Linked DNA regions of Mus musculus: region 1 is linked to region 2. The links are chromatin contacts, called in public Hi-C maps. All regions are on one chromosome and are shown on one strand. The core of a region is the stretch at or near the end of the contact, and the rest is flanking DNA. Distances in the headings are between cores, read along the strand shown.

Region 1 (6,899 bases), core at 4,062-6,561, 110 kb before region 2:
CCTGGGAGAGCCCTTGCTATGGGAAATGTTCAATCTGAATAGTTTTAAATAAGTGGACCACTGTGTGTGTGTGTGTGTGTGTGTGTGTGTGTGTGTGTGTGTGTGTGTGGTGTGTGTGTGTGTGTGTGTGTGTGTGTGTGTGTGTGTGTGGTGTTCAGGGGAAAGTATGGAAGAAGAGGCGGTGCAGTAGGAAGAGCTACGGCCATGACAGGTTAATCTTTGGCTGTGGGGAGGGATTTGATTTCCCTCTAATTATCTGCTAGATTAAAAGAAATGGAAGACGAGAAGGAAGGTCTGCTTCCATGTCCCCAGAGCCCTGGGTTATCACACCAAATGGTCGGCAATTTCTCCAGCTGCTTTCTTTCCTCTTTTCATGCAATTTCCATTTCTTCCTTCACTTTCAGCAACTCTCAAGGCAGAGGCTAATGTGTGGGGCGTGGGAGAGGGCAGGATCTGAGCAGTTCAGAGCAGTAGGATCTGGCCTCATGCTCGCTTGTCTACTACCCCTGCACCCTTGCAAGTCAGGGCTGCCTGTGAGCAGAGCACTACTCCACAGCCCCTCGGGCTGCAGAGCCCGCTCTCCCTGGCCGGTGGATGGCTTCCTTAACGTTGAGTGGATCCCCTCTTCCTCCAGACTGTGCTATCCCCTGCAGCATGGAAGCTGCTAGCATGTCAGTGGGTGCACAGGGGAAAGCTGGTCTGCATGTGGACCTGACCAGAGGCTGGGTCAGTAATGCACCTGAACCTGGTGAGGAACAGAATGCAGTGGGAGTGCCAACAAGGAGACCAGCTGGGCCTGCCCCAGGGAATGTGAGGCAGGGTGAGGTGGCGGAGAGCCTCAGCAGAAGCTCCAGCACAGTCCTAATGAAGCTTCTTGGGTACCAGAAAATGGGTAGGTACTATTGCATCCATAGCGATGTCACTCATGAAACTGGAAGCTAGAAACGCAGCTATGCCCCGCCCCAGACAGCTATGCCTCCCATGGAGGCATGGACTGCTTTTACTCCTAACTCTTAGTTTCTGCCCCACCCACAGTGCCACAGCAGCATGTTCAGAGGCCTCCTTGCTGGCTCAGTCCCTGGACCCAGGGACATCTTGTCTTTGAGGTTCCTGTGGTGACTAATATTGACTTGCCAAGATCTAGGATCACCCAAAAGGCAAGCCTCTGGGACTGTCTCTGGATGTCTAGACTAGGTTAACTAGGTTAGGAAGATCCATCCTGAATGTAGGCTGGGGTTCTGGACTAAATAAAAGATGGGGGGCGGGGAAACTGAATCCCAGCATTCATCTCTCTCTGCTTCCCGACTGTGGCGAAATGACCAGCCCCCTCACACTCCCCGCTGTGCCACAGTGAACTGCAAGCTCATGTGTTGAGCCTTACTAAACCCTGCCCTCCTCAAGCTTTCCTCTGTCAGGTGCTTTATTCCAGCAACCCACAGTGGTTGCCTGTAACGCACTGTAGTCTCTCAGAGCCTCACAGCAGCTTTGGCATACTTAGGGGGCACTTGGCTCCAGCTGTGCGTTGCCCCGTGTCTGCCAGGGCTGGGGGTGGCGAAGGAGCTGAACTCTGGTGCAGGGGTGGAGGGCTTCTCCAAAGCACTTCACCATCACTATCATTTCCCATACACCTGCAAGGCGCTCTGCTGTCTCACAGTCATTCCAGACCGGTTACTATTAAGCACCCTCCGCAGTGTGCAGGAGGCATCCCGAGAGTCCGTTCTTTAGGCCAAAAGTCCAAGGTGCAGGAAGGCTGTCTTCTTCAGCTCTGGGTCTTAGGACCCCATCTCTTGCTGCAAGGAAGAATAAGCCTGTATATGAAATCAGCTGAGGTGGGACTTCTACACACAATGAACCCTGTAAAATGCCGTAGGGGACAGAGACTAGACTCTGTCCTCCAAGGCCTGATTAAGTAGAGGATCTGGAAATCCTCTCTTAGGAAGGAAAAGGGATGCACTGAGGATGTCTCAGCTTAGAGGAGAGAGAGCCAAGAGCAGAAGCCATGTGTAGCTTCAAAGATCATAGGGGGAGATGGAATAATGTCTCTGCAGGTGCCAGTGGCGGAACAAGGAGCTGAGGCTGAAGTTGGAGGTGGAGACAGTAAAACTCAGGTGAAAGAAAGGAAAAGCAAAAGGCTTTCCTTTGTCTGCAATGCTACCAACAGACTCAAAGGAGTCACGAGTTCCATGCAGCCTGCAGCTGGAAGTAACCAAGCCAAGGTCAAATAAGGTGGAGTAAAGGAAAGGCAGCCCTGGGATGACTACACATGGGTTCAGAGTCTGGGCATACAATCCAGCCAATCACTTAACCTCCCTAAATGCCAGCTTCCATGCTATACAGTGGGATAATGGTGGACCGGTGTCTGAGTTGCACATTTAACTGGAGTATTACTCAATGCTGAAGGAGAACAACTCAAAGCAGCCAGGGCTTTATTAGTCAGCTTCAGAGGAATCACACCCACTAGACTCCACTGTGATGATGCAGAGCCTCATGGTCAGCATGTGCTATAGCAAAGCCACCCTCCTTATAACAGCAGAAGGAAGGGCACACAATATCACCTCAAGAGCGGGCCCTCAGTAACCGGCCTCTGCCCACCAGCCTCTACTTTCTACAGTTTCCCCCACATCCCAGGAGCCCAGGAAGTATGCACCCACCTATGAATGAGCCCGTTGATGAGACCAGGACCTTCATGGTCTGGTTAGCTGGGCCCTACTTCTGAATATTGCAACACTGGGGGGCCAAGCCTTCCATTCATAAGCTTTGGGGGACACATTGTAGACCCAAACCATAATAGTTATTAGGAGAAAATAGGGGATCAGAACAGCTCTCAGGGTACATCCTCTCCAGAAGTTTCTATCGGGTTCTTCCTAGGCGTGTGGCTCATGTTACCTGCATGCTCCTTGTCCTTGTGATAACATAGAAAGAGTACAATTGAGATCCCAGCCGTCTGCCAGCCTCTCTTGTCTCTTCCCACTCCTGATTCCACCACTTCAGGATGAGGGTGGATACTCCACACACACACGCACACACACACACACACACACACACCTCCAACCACAGAGTCTCTACCCCACCTATCCCTGGCTTTAGGTCTGTCCCACCATCAGACACCCTCTGGGAAGCGATCCTTCAGCCCCTCCTCCGGGGTTCGGTGCTGAGATAATCAGGATGCCTCATAACTATATGTAAGAGGTGGACAGTAAGCCTGGGGAAGGACACCCTGGACACAGCTTCCCAATGACTCCAAGAGCAAGGATGCCCCAGTTCATAACGCTTGCCACCAGAGCACTGAGAACAATATGGAGCTGCACCATAAACTCACATTTTGTTCATCCGCCTTCTTTCCCTGCCTTTCTGTGTGGGTTTCTTAAGACAATCAAAGTATTAATGATTGTCAAACCTAACCTTTAAGGCACCGTCACATCCATTTAAAACACTTCTTCTAATAAGGGAGAGGTTGCAGCCCCCTCCCCCACCCTTTCCATTCTCCCGCAGCTGGTTTGCAGGCAAAGTCCTAGATGCATTCTTAATTTTGACTCAGCCTTTCTCTCCAGCAGAACAATTGGGGGCGGGGGACCGGGGGGGGGGTTCTCTAGGCAACAGCAACAATTCTGTCTCATTTGTTTGTTTGGTTGTTTTTTTTTTTCCTTCACTGTAACACAGCAGCTTGCAAGGCTGCTGATTTGAACCTCGGTCCTTCTAGGAACATGTCCTTCCTTTATGATCAGTAAATATAACTTGCAGATTTTAGCCATCAAATTATTGAATGTGGAAGTGCCTCCCTTTGCTTCATGACTATTTTAAAACAGAACAGTAGACAAATCCTACCTTGCTCCCATATTTCGCTGGAGCTCTGGCCTCCTCGTGTTTCTGTTTTATCCAATTGCCCTGACCAGTGAGCTCTCCTTTCCTCTGCTCCCTGCCAGGACAAGGCCAAGATGGCCATGGAGGACAAGTCATCCTCCAACCCCTTAGTTTACCCTTGGATCTCCAAATGTCCTTGCTGGAAATAGAATTTGAAGCAATCCCTTTTTTTACAGACTGGGATGTTGTAGTCTGTGCTGCCAGAGGCAGAAGGTTTAAGAGTCCTCTGGGCCTGGATTTGAGAACAGCTTTTCCCCTTGCTCTCTGTGAAATCTGGGGCAGTTGACTTCCCTGAGCCTTGGTTTCTCCATCAGTAAAATGTCTGTAATGGTAAAAAGCTGCTTAGCAGGAATGTTGCAATGGTAAAGTGAGCCACTGCGTCTAACCCACGGCACACACTGCCTGGATATGGGAAGCATTTCATGAGTGGTAATTGTTTGATAATTAGCCTGTTTGCTAATCTCATTTACTACCACAGTGCTGAACACATAAGGCTAATATCACTAGCATTAACGTTATTACAATCCTCACAAATAGATACATACAGTTGTCCTTCCCAGCATTCCCCATGGTACCAAAACCTGTGGATGCTCAAGTCCCTTACATAGAAGAGCAGAGTGTCTGCGTGTAACCCACATACCTCCCCCCATAGACTTTAGATGAGCTGCAGATTCCTTGTAATACCTAATACAATGTAAGTGTTGCCTATGCAGTTGCTATGCTGTATTGTTCAGGAAAGGACTCTTTGAAAATAGGATATTCACAGTCAGTAAAAATGTGGCTTCTTTCCCGAGGATCGCCCATCCTTGGTTGAATCCTTGGACACAGACCTCACAGATGCAGAGGGCAAACTGTATACAAGTTTCCTCCATTCAAGTCATGTGTATTTTATTTTCTGAAGACAGGAATTTATCTAAACAAATGGATAGTTTAACAAGAGTTCAGCAAGACTGAAGGAAGTCAACAGTGCCCATGTTCCTAGTTTAATTAACATGCTCCCCGATGCAAAGTATTCGGTCTGTTCGTGCCTCACATTGAAAATGCATCCCTCTAATTTCCATGAAGTTTTTGTCACACTGCATGGGCAGGGACCCTTAACACAGGCAGTCTCCTGGGGAAGGTAGCTCTGACTCAGCTAGGAGGCAAGGTCCTGGGCTTTGAGGGTCCCAGGCACTCTGAAGCTGACCTTGGCCAAATCTCTACCCTTTCCCGGCGTGAGGTTTGCTCGTCTCTACTCTCTGCCGTGTCCCCAAACCCGCAGCTTTTATAAGCACGATGATTTATCATTTGGAAGAGAGAGATAAAAATAAGAAGGAAGATTTCATCTTTTAAAAACCCTTGGACTCTGCAAATTTCGCTGGTTGCTTTTAAACCATTAGATATGAGGTGCCGGATATTGGAGGCCAGCCTAATTGGGAGCTGTAGCTCCTGTCTACTGTAGCTGTGCTTTCGAGAAGTGTTTCTGACAGTCTCTCACCACCCTGCCACTTGCTTCCAACTGCAGGGATCTGCTTCTCCTGTGGCAGTCACAAGAAACACTTCAGTCCTGCTTATAAACGTTAATTAGTTTGAAGAAGAGAAATAGGATTTGTGGTTCTTAAAATAGTTGCAGATATAGAAGGCCACTTCCCGGTGTTGTTGTAATCTGGATGCTTCATAAAGATACCACTGTGAGGCTTTGCGCGGATCCTCTGCCCAAGTTTATGACTAGCATCTTCCAAATTTTCGAGCTAGTGTGTGCATTTAGGGAAGAGATTGGTCCTGGTCCCTACACTTAGCTATTTTAGATGTGATCTCTGTGTCTCCCATGGTCTGGCTACAGGTTGTACCAGCTGTCTATGAGGCATCTTTCCGTTGATGTTGGAAGCCTGTTCAGTTGACCTTTGATTACAGTACTACGAATACGTAGTGTTGGTGAAGACCAGACAACAGTGTCTCTATGAGTAATATTCCAGATATGATGCTCATACATGAAATCCCAGCCTTTCCTTTGGAAGGCAGAAGAACTATGATGAGTTCAGGCCCAACCTGAGCTATGTTGTGAGTTTGAGATCAGGAGGGAGATCTTGAGTCTCCCTGGCTCTACCACTGGCTTGCTCTTTGATGCATGCTATGAGCCAGGTGCTATATTGGGCCTGTGGATGCAAAGATAATATTGTGTGTGCAGCTCTCTGCATCTCCTCAGCTCCACTGCTGTGCTGTTGTTTTATTTTTTATGTGTAGGGATGTTTTGCTTGTGTGCATGCCTTGCATCAAATGTGTGCCATGCCCACAGAGGTCAGAAGGGAGCTTTGGGTCCTTGGAACTGGAGTAACAGGCATTTGTGAACAGCTGTATGGGTCCTCTCCTGGGTCCATCCCCTGGTTAGTTTTAACTGTTAACTTGACATCACCTGAGAGGGGTGTCTCAACTGAGGGATTCCCTAGAACAGATTAGTCTGTGGGGGATTGTCTTGACTATTATTAACTGAGATTGGTAGATCTAATCCTACGTGAAGGTGATCCCACTTCATGGACTAAAGCCTGAACTGTCTGAGAGCGATGAGTCGTAGCCGAGCACGCAGCAAGCCAGCATGGGTGTGTGTTCTGTCTCTGCTCTTGGCTGTGGATGCATAGGGAGCTAGCTGCCTAAGCCCTGCCTTGACTCCTCTCAGTGATGGATGGAACTGGGACATGTAAGCTGAACAAACCCCTCCCTCCCCTAGTCGCTTTTGTCCAGATATTTCGTCATAGCCATAGATGTTAAACCAGAACAGCTGCTGAGGGTCCTTCCTGTTCCCAAAATCCATCAACGCTGTTATTGGGGCATTGCAGTCAGTCTTGGGCTGTCACCCAGGGCCTCGCTCCAGCAACAGGTAGTTCCTGGACAGGGTCCAGATAATAGAAGCCCCAGTAACACTTGGCTTGTGAGTGTAGTCACACCCCACATGAGGTCTGTTGGGTTTGGGAGTTTGTGTATTATGAGGACTTTCTTGTGTCCAAATAAACTGGTTTTAGCTCCTGCTTGGTGGTTGGAAAATATCGGTTCTTGGCACTTGT
Region 2 (6,588 bases), core at 354-2,853:
AAAACACAGTCAGATCTTTTGGATGCAGTTTCTCAATTGACTCTCTGAGGACTCTAGCTTGTGTCAGGTCACAAGCCAGGTTTATTCTACATCCAAACCACAAGAGCCTTCCACTTGGGTGGGGAAGATAACCCACCAGATGCCGACATTGACACAATGGTGACCTGCGAGGATGAGGCAGGAGGATCACAAGTATAAGGCCAGCCTGGACTACCGTGGGGCCCCGGGAGCCTCTTCCATGAATGCACGGCCCCCACCTGGAACTTGGGCACACTCAGCTCCATCAGTCAGCACCTACCATGAATGTGTCTCACGAATCACTGGCAGAGGCTTTCTGTGGAATCTTGCGATAAAGCTGGGCGTCCTAAAACTCAAAAGTGCTATCTGATCGGTCTGCACGTGGGCTCTCGGAGGGTCCCAGCTAGACCAAGGTCTCCAGCAGAGAGCACAGTGCCAAGGTTTCCTTCTCAAGTGTGCATTCATTCCACTGGAACAGAAAGTCACAGGGCTTAAAGCCCGAGCCCCAAGTTCTCCCAGGGTGTGAGCGTGTCTGGTCACCACTGTGGGCAGAACTGTCACCAGCATCTAGCAGGCAGTGGCTGGGGATACTGCTAAACCCCCATGATGTCCTGGGCAGCCCCAGCAAAGAGCTACTCAGCTCCAAATGCCAATAGCAACACCATTACCCCCTTGGGCTTCAGAAAAGACAACCACTGAGTCTCTCAGAAGTTCCCTGTACCCCCACCATGGCTATGCGCCACAGCTGCCATCCAGGTGAGGGTGAGGGAGGTTGTGGAGCCTCCCAGGAAGAGTGCACATCCCTGCTGGGGCAGACCTGACATCACCCAGCAGCTTCTTGGTGGCTGTGGGCGTCTCTGCCCCTGCTTTTCCTGTTCACTGCTTAAAAAGAGGAGGGAGCCTTATGTAATCGCAGCCTCATAGAACCTTCTGTCATTTTGGCACCCTTGGGCTGGGAAAACCCCCTCCCTCCTAAAATCCCATGGGGCATGGAATTCTTTCTTTCTGTTCTAAGCAAGCTCTACAGGTTACAAACTGGGCAACAGCAGAGTGAAAGAGCAGCCTTTGAAGGCACCTCTGCTGGCTGTCTGCACTCTCTGCATTCCCATCCCCCATCCCTCCACCATTTTCCCCTGCCATGGGCACCTTTATTATAGACTGCTGGTCCCCATCTCTACCCCCCTGCTCAGATGTTTCTGCCTGCCCGGAATTCCTCCCATTCCCACCATTTTAACAGCCTTGACCAGACCCTGTGAAACCCTTCCTGCCTAAGAGTTCCTGCAGTGCCCATCCCTGATATCAGCCCCAGCACTCCCTCCCCTCCCCTCTCCTCCCCTCTCCTCCTCTCCCCTCCCCTCCCCTTCCCTTCCCTCCCCTCTGATACCCACAAGTGCCTTCCTGCCAGATCCTGGTTCTCTTTGGGGGCCTGTGACTTAGTTCTGTGAAGTAGATGTGCTCTAAAATAGATGTGACTAAGCGTCCACAGGAACAGGCGGCTCTTGGTTCTCAGAGCGGAGGCTTCCAGTCCCCACAGTGGTTTCCAGGCACTCCTTAGGCACTCCTCGGGCTCTCTGAGGCACGTGGGATGGATCTCGAGGCAGTCACTTGCTCTCTCCATCCCGGGCAGCACCACCTGGCAGCCACCAGCTGCCATGCTAAGGGTGTGTGACTAGAGAAGATGACAAAATCCTAAAGTTCAAGTCTCTCCTCACTTTCCCCAGTGCGCTCCAGGACAGGATTGTGCCCAGGCACCGTACAAGAAAGAAACTGGTTTTTCAGATTTTCGTGCACTAATAAAATTACCTTCTCTAAAGAAGGCAATTTGCATGTTAATGTTTTGGGTAATTCTGTGCAGCTCCAATGCCCCCAGGGCTGCAATTTCTCTCTGACAGGGTGACAAAAATAAACTCCAGCATAAAGGAGCATTTCCCTTCCTGCCTCTGAGCTCCATGTGACGTTCTAATGCGAGTCAAGCTGGAACCCACTGCTCCATCTTCTGACACTGATCTACCTCCTTTCACCTCTCAAGTGACAGGCAGGCTCTGAAGAGCGCCTCGGGGTTGTCTCCTTGAGGACAGGGCTGGGACCCCTTGTGAGTGGACATCACCCCTACAGCCCACCTTCTCCCCCGAGGCCCAGCCTTCAGCTTCTCTAAATTCTCAAAGGTGCAGCTAGGTAAAAGGGCACCACCCACCATCTTGGGGTGTAGAGGGCCACCACATGGGTGTATGGAGTCTATGCAGCTGCCCTGCAAGGGACACGCTGTCCCATCAAGCTTGGGTCCCTCTGGTGACTTAATGAAATCAGGAAGGGAGCTTAATTCACAGGTGTCTTCTCCAGGCCAGACACATTGGTTACACATACATACATACACACACACACACACACACACACACACACACACACACACACACACAGAGCCTACCTGAGGCACTTCCCGTCTTCATGCATAGTGACTGATAGCCCAAGTAGGATGACAGTTGTGCTGTGTGTCACACAGGTGTTGCTCAGAGCAGCCAGGCAGACATGTAACACAGAAAACTTCCTGTAACCTAAGTATTATAGATAGATAGATAGATAGATAGATAGATAGATAGATAGATAGATATAATTCTGTAAAAGAAAATACCTTTCAATGAGCATAGCATAGAGTGATTTCTCTCAGGAGGTGGATCAGGGAGGTGCAACTGAAAAAAATAAACTCACTATGGTCAATAGCAACTGAGATTAGAAAGATGCAACGAGTCACCAGGCGGGATGCAGGGACAGGGCATTGTAGGCCTAGAGAGTGTTCTGGAGACAGAATGGGGTGGAATGGTAGGAAGGGAACACTGCTGTTCAAACCCACTAGAGAAAGGGATGAGGGACTTAGGAGAGTGTGGATTCCCTCCTGAGTTTCAGTCAGGGGAATGCAGGGCTGACCTGGTCTCTATTAGGCAGTTTCGGAGGCAGGAGGGCAGGTGAGGTGGGCACAGGTGTCCCACAGCCCGGCAGAGGTCAAACATCCCAGCAGGTGGAGAGCTTGGCTTGCTGTGTTTGATGTACAGAATGAAGTGTTTCAGGAAGCTGAGGTTGTAGGAGAGAAGTTTCAAAACTGACCCGGGGTTTCTGACTCCTGAAAGTAGGTAGGTGGAGGTGCCATTTATCAAGGTAGGTAAAAAAGACAGGATAGGAAAGCCCACAACAGATTCTTTGAGATGCTAATGAGGTATTCCAGAGGCAAAAGCCCCTGTGGCCTGCAGATAAGGACTGGGAGGAATTTAGATGGCATTTCCTCACTGGAGGTATTTAAAACTCAGCTAATAAATGACAGGGAGGACAGGGAAGGGGGCAAGGGAGGAGCACCCTGAGGACCCCAGCACAAGGGAACCAAGCAGCCAAGGGGGCAGGGGGATGGGGAGCTGCCACTCAGTGGATGCTGCAGAGGGAAGCTGACAAGAGGTGAGAGGTGGAAGGGGAAGGAAGACACCCACTCCTTCAAAAAGCTGTGCTAGACCTGAGGGGCCCAGAGCGGTCCTCTCCTGGGCCTGGAAGGAGGGTGCTGCAGAGGCGTGCCTGCACCTGGGAGGTTTGGCTGAGAGGGATGGGTTGAAGAGAGAAGAGGAAGAGATAGATGGCACCTCAGGCAGCCTGTTCCACTCCAGAGGTCAGGCTGTCCTGTCTGGTGGCTGACAATCAGAGAAGACCTGTGCTGGAGCATTCAATCAAGGGACAGATTTCAAAACACCTGTCTCTCCTCTCATCACTACCAAAGACCCTTTCATAGATAGCATTTTGCATGACCTTACTCCTCATTATAAAACATCTTCCTCTGGAGCTGGAGAGATGGCACAGAGGTTAAAAGCACTTTTCCAGAGATCCCGAGTTCAAATCCCAGCAACCACATGGTGGCTCACAATCGTCCGTAATGAGATCAGATGCCCTCTTCTGGTGTGTCTGAAGACAGCTACAGTGTACTCATATAAATAAAAAAAATAGTCTCCCTCCAGAGGATGTAGCTCAGTTGGTAGAGCACTTGCCTGGCATGTACAAAGCTCTGGGGTTGATGCCCAACGCTGCATGACAGTAGGTACCTGTGACCTCAACTCTTGAAGGTGGAAGCCTGAGGATCAGAAGTTCAAGGTCATCGTCAACTATACAGCAAGTTTGAGACCAGCATGCGCCACACAAGAACTTGTCACTAAATAAATAAGCAAGTAAAAAGAAGACCTTCCTGTGCAGTGTCTCCCACTGTTCCCTCAGGGTCCCAATCCCAGGAGACTTTGGCAGGATGTGACCAGGAAGTGTCCACTGGAAGAAAGGCATGGCTCCTTCAAGTATGGCATGTTCTGATAGGTGTGCAAAGATGTTTGTTACAGCATCATGTGAACATAACATTAGTAAAGAAAAAAGAAACAGAAGTGTCCCACTGTAGTGAGAGGGGCTTTATAGCTCATGATGTGTACGCACTAGGAACGTCTGTGCAGTCTGGGAAAAAGCGAGTGGATATGTATATGCAGATACAGGGAGGGGTCACTAGTACACTACACGCTCAGTGTGGCCGTCCATGCTCAGAACCCGAACACTTGGGAGCCTGAAGCAGGCAGATGAGAATGAAGCCAGCCTGGGCTTCACAGTAAAAGTCTGAAAAGAAAAAGAGAAAGAGAAAAGAAGGAAGGGATGGAAGAGAGAAAGCAAAGGAGAGCATAAAGTACAATACTCAGCCCAGGATCATACAGAAGTGTTATTGATGTGCGCAGAGCCTTGTGAATTCCATTTCACATGGATCTATCAGAGATGGCAATCAGCACGCACTTGTGGCAGTGTCAGAGAGGACGTCCTGCCACTCAGGACCTCACAGGACAATATATGAAATCACAGTTCTTTTCCTCTATGCTTGCCCCAGGCCCCTCCTCCCCTGCCTTGCTGGCAGGCGGGCAGGTGCCAGGAAGTGGCCTGCACCTGCGTGGTGGGCTGAGGTTGCAGGTCATCACCAGCTTCCCATCCCTTAACCAACTAACAAATTAGACCCCAAACCCAAGGCTTGGAACAGCCAAAGGAAGAAGGGGGAGGGGAGGACCCTAAAGCTCCTCCCACCTAGAATTAAGTGAGCTGCGACATGTGCTGGATGCATGTATTTCTCCTTCAAGGCGTAATTGCTGTGCAAGGTCCTGGGACAATGCTGTCTCTGACATTCTTTCTAAGTCAGAGATGTTGGCAGCTTGCTGGGGAATGAGTTTGGAGCCTCAGAACACCCATGAAGCCACTGGTCACAGAAGAGATATCTGGAATGGCATGAAGCAGGGAAGGAAGGATGATCAGTTCTCAGGCGCCATCTTCCCAGTGCGTCTGAAGCATCCGTCTGTTATGGTGGAATCAGGGGTGATGTCAGATGGAAGGAGACTGGGACCACGGGTCTCTGCCAGGGCCAGCCTGTGACCTGTGATTAATGAGAGATGGAATGTTTACTTTCACCCTTGACTGTTTGTCACTGGTGTCGCGGGCTTCTAGGGATAGTGATTTTTCTGCACGGTCTATTTATGGCTCTGTCTCCACACTTACTCATTTCTCCATCCAGACAAGGACAAAGGTGGAAGTGGCGTCTTCCTGCTGTGACGCTTGTAGGCAGTGACCGTGCACGCTGCGGGAATATTGCAGACTTGCTACCCTTTAGTCCCTGTATGGCTGGGCCTTGGGGGGTCTTTCCTCCTCATTCCGGCTTGAGAGAAAATGAGGAAAGGGCAATGGTGGGGACCCCAGCACTACCCCTATGTTGGTTAGTTTTGGTCGGTTTGATACAAGCTAGGGCCCTCAATCAAGGAACCGCCTCCATTAGATTGGACTGTAGGCAAAGCTGTAGGACATTTGGGGGGCGGGGCTGATGTGATTGATGTGTGGGCCCAACCCATTGTGGGTGGTGCCACGCCTGGGCAGATGGTCTTGGGTTGCACAAAAAAAAAAAGCAAGTAGCTCCATGAGTAGCTCCAGTAAGCGGCAATCTTCAATGGCCTCTGTTTGAGTTCCTGCTCTAAGAACTGTGAGCTGAAATAAACCCTTTTCGCTACAAGTTGCTTTTGCCCGTGGTGTTTAATCACAGCAATAGAAACCCAACCTAAGACACCACCCATGTCTGAAATGTGGCCTTGGCCAAGAGAACGTGACCACCTGCCTTGACCTCTCTAGTTGAGCACTATGGCCTCCTCAATATGAAGAGTAATCATGCCAGCCTCTCTGGACTACCATGGGATCTCTGGAAGAGATGGGGTCCTAGCAGGCAGAACTTACTAATGATTGCATTTGGTGTTGTTTTGTTTTTTATCACTTGCTTTAGTTATTTTTCTGGTGTTCTTATAAAATGAGAAGAGCAACTTAAAGAAGAGGAAAAGTTGTCTTAGCTCACTGTCCAAGATAGTCTAGGCGGCAGGAACCTGAAGCAGCTGGTTGTGTGCCATCCACAGTCAGAAGAGGCAAATGAATGCTACATCTCAGCTCATTCCACTTACACAATTCAGGACCCCTAGCACAGGGAATGGTGCCACCCACAGTGGGTGGGTCATTCCACCTTAGTTAATGCTGTCACGATAATTAATT

Evidence for each region. Hi-C and Micro-C count contacts between places; a contact is called where the count stands out from the background.
Region 1: a contact with region 2 is called in a Hi-C map of cortical neurons, with 1.8 times the contacts expected there. The contact joins two enhancer-like sites. A contact is called at or near these places in 3 of 484 Hi-C or Micro-C datasets (ECoMG-derived neutrophils, cortical neurons and nephron progenitors), 2 of 115 datasets of contacts at active chromatin or transcription factors (embryonic fibroblasts and embryonic stem cells) and 1 of 9 other capture datasets (embryonic stem cells).

Annotation. Positions count from the first base shown.
Region 1 is chr2:35,874,188-35,881,086 of GRCm38.p6, reverse strand. The region is part of intron 6 of Ttll11 (tubulin tyrosine ligase-like family, member 11); the gene reads left to right. Among named protein-coding and RNA genes, the nearest start is that of Gm35396, 6.0 kb to the left of the region's middle. Within about 2 kb of position 5,311, at least 13 of the 459 cell types and tissues checked have an H3K27ac peak or open chromatin away from gene starts, as enhancers often do. A contact at or near this core is called in cortical neurons, where this site is marked.
Region 2 is chr2:35,763,351-35,769,938 of GRCm38.p6, reverse strand. The region is part of intron 9 of Ttll11 (tubulin tyrosine ligase-like family, member 11); the gene reads left to right. Among named protein-coding and RNA genes, the nearest start is that of 9030204H09Rik, 53 kb to the left of the region's middle. Within about 2 kb of position 1,603, at least 37 of the 459 cell types and tissues checked have an H3K27ac peak or open chromatin away from gene starts, as enhancers often do. A contact at or near this core is called in cortical neurons, where this site is marked.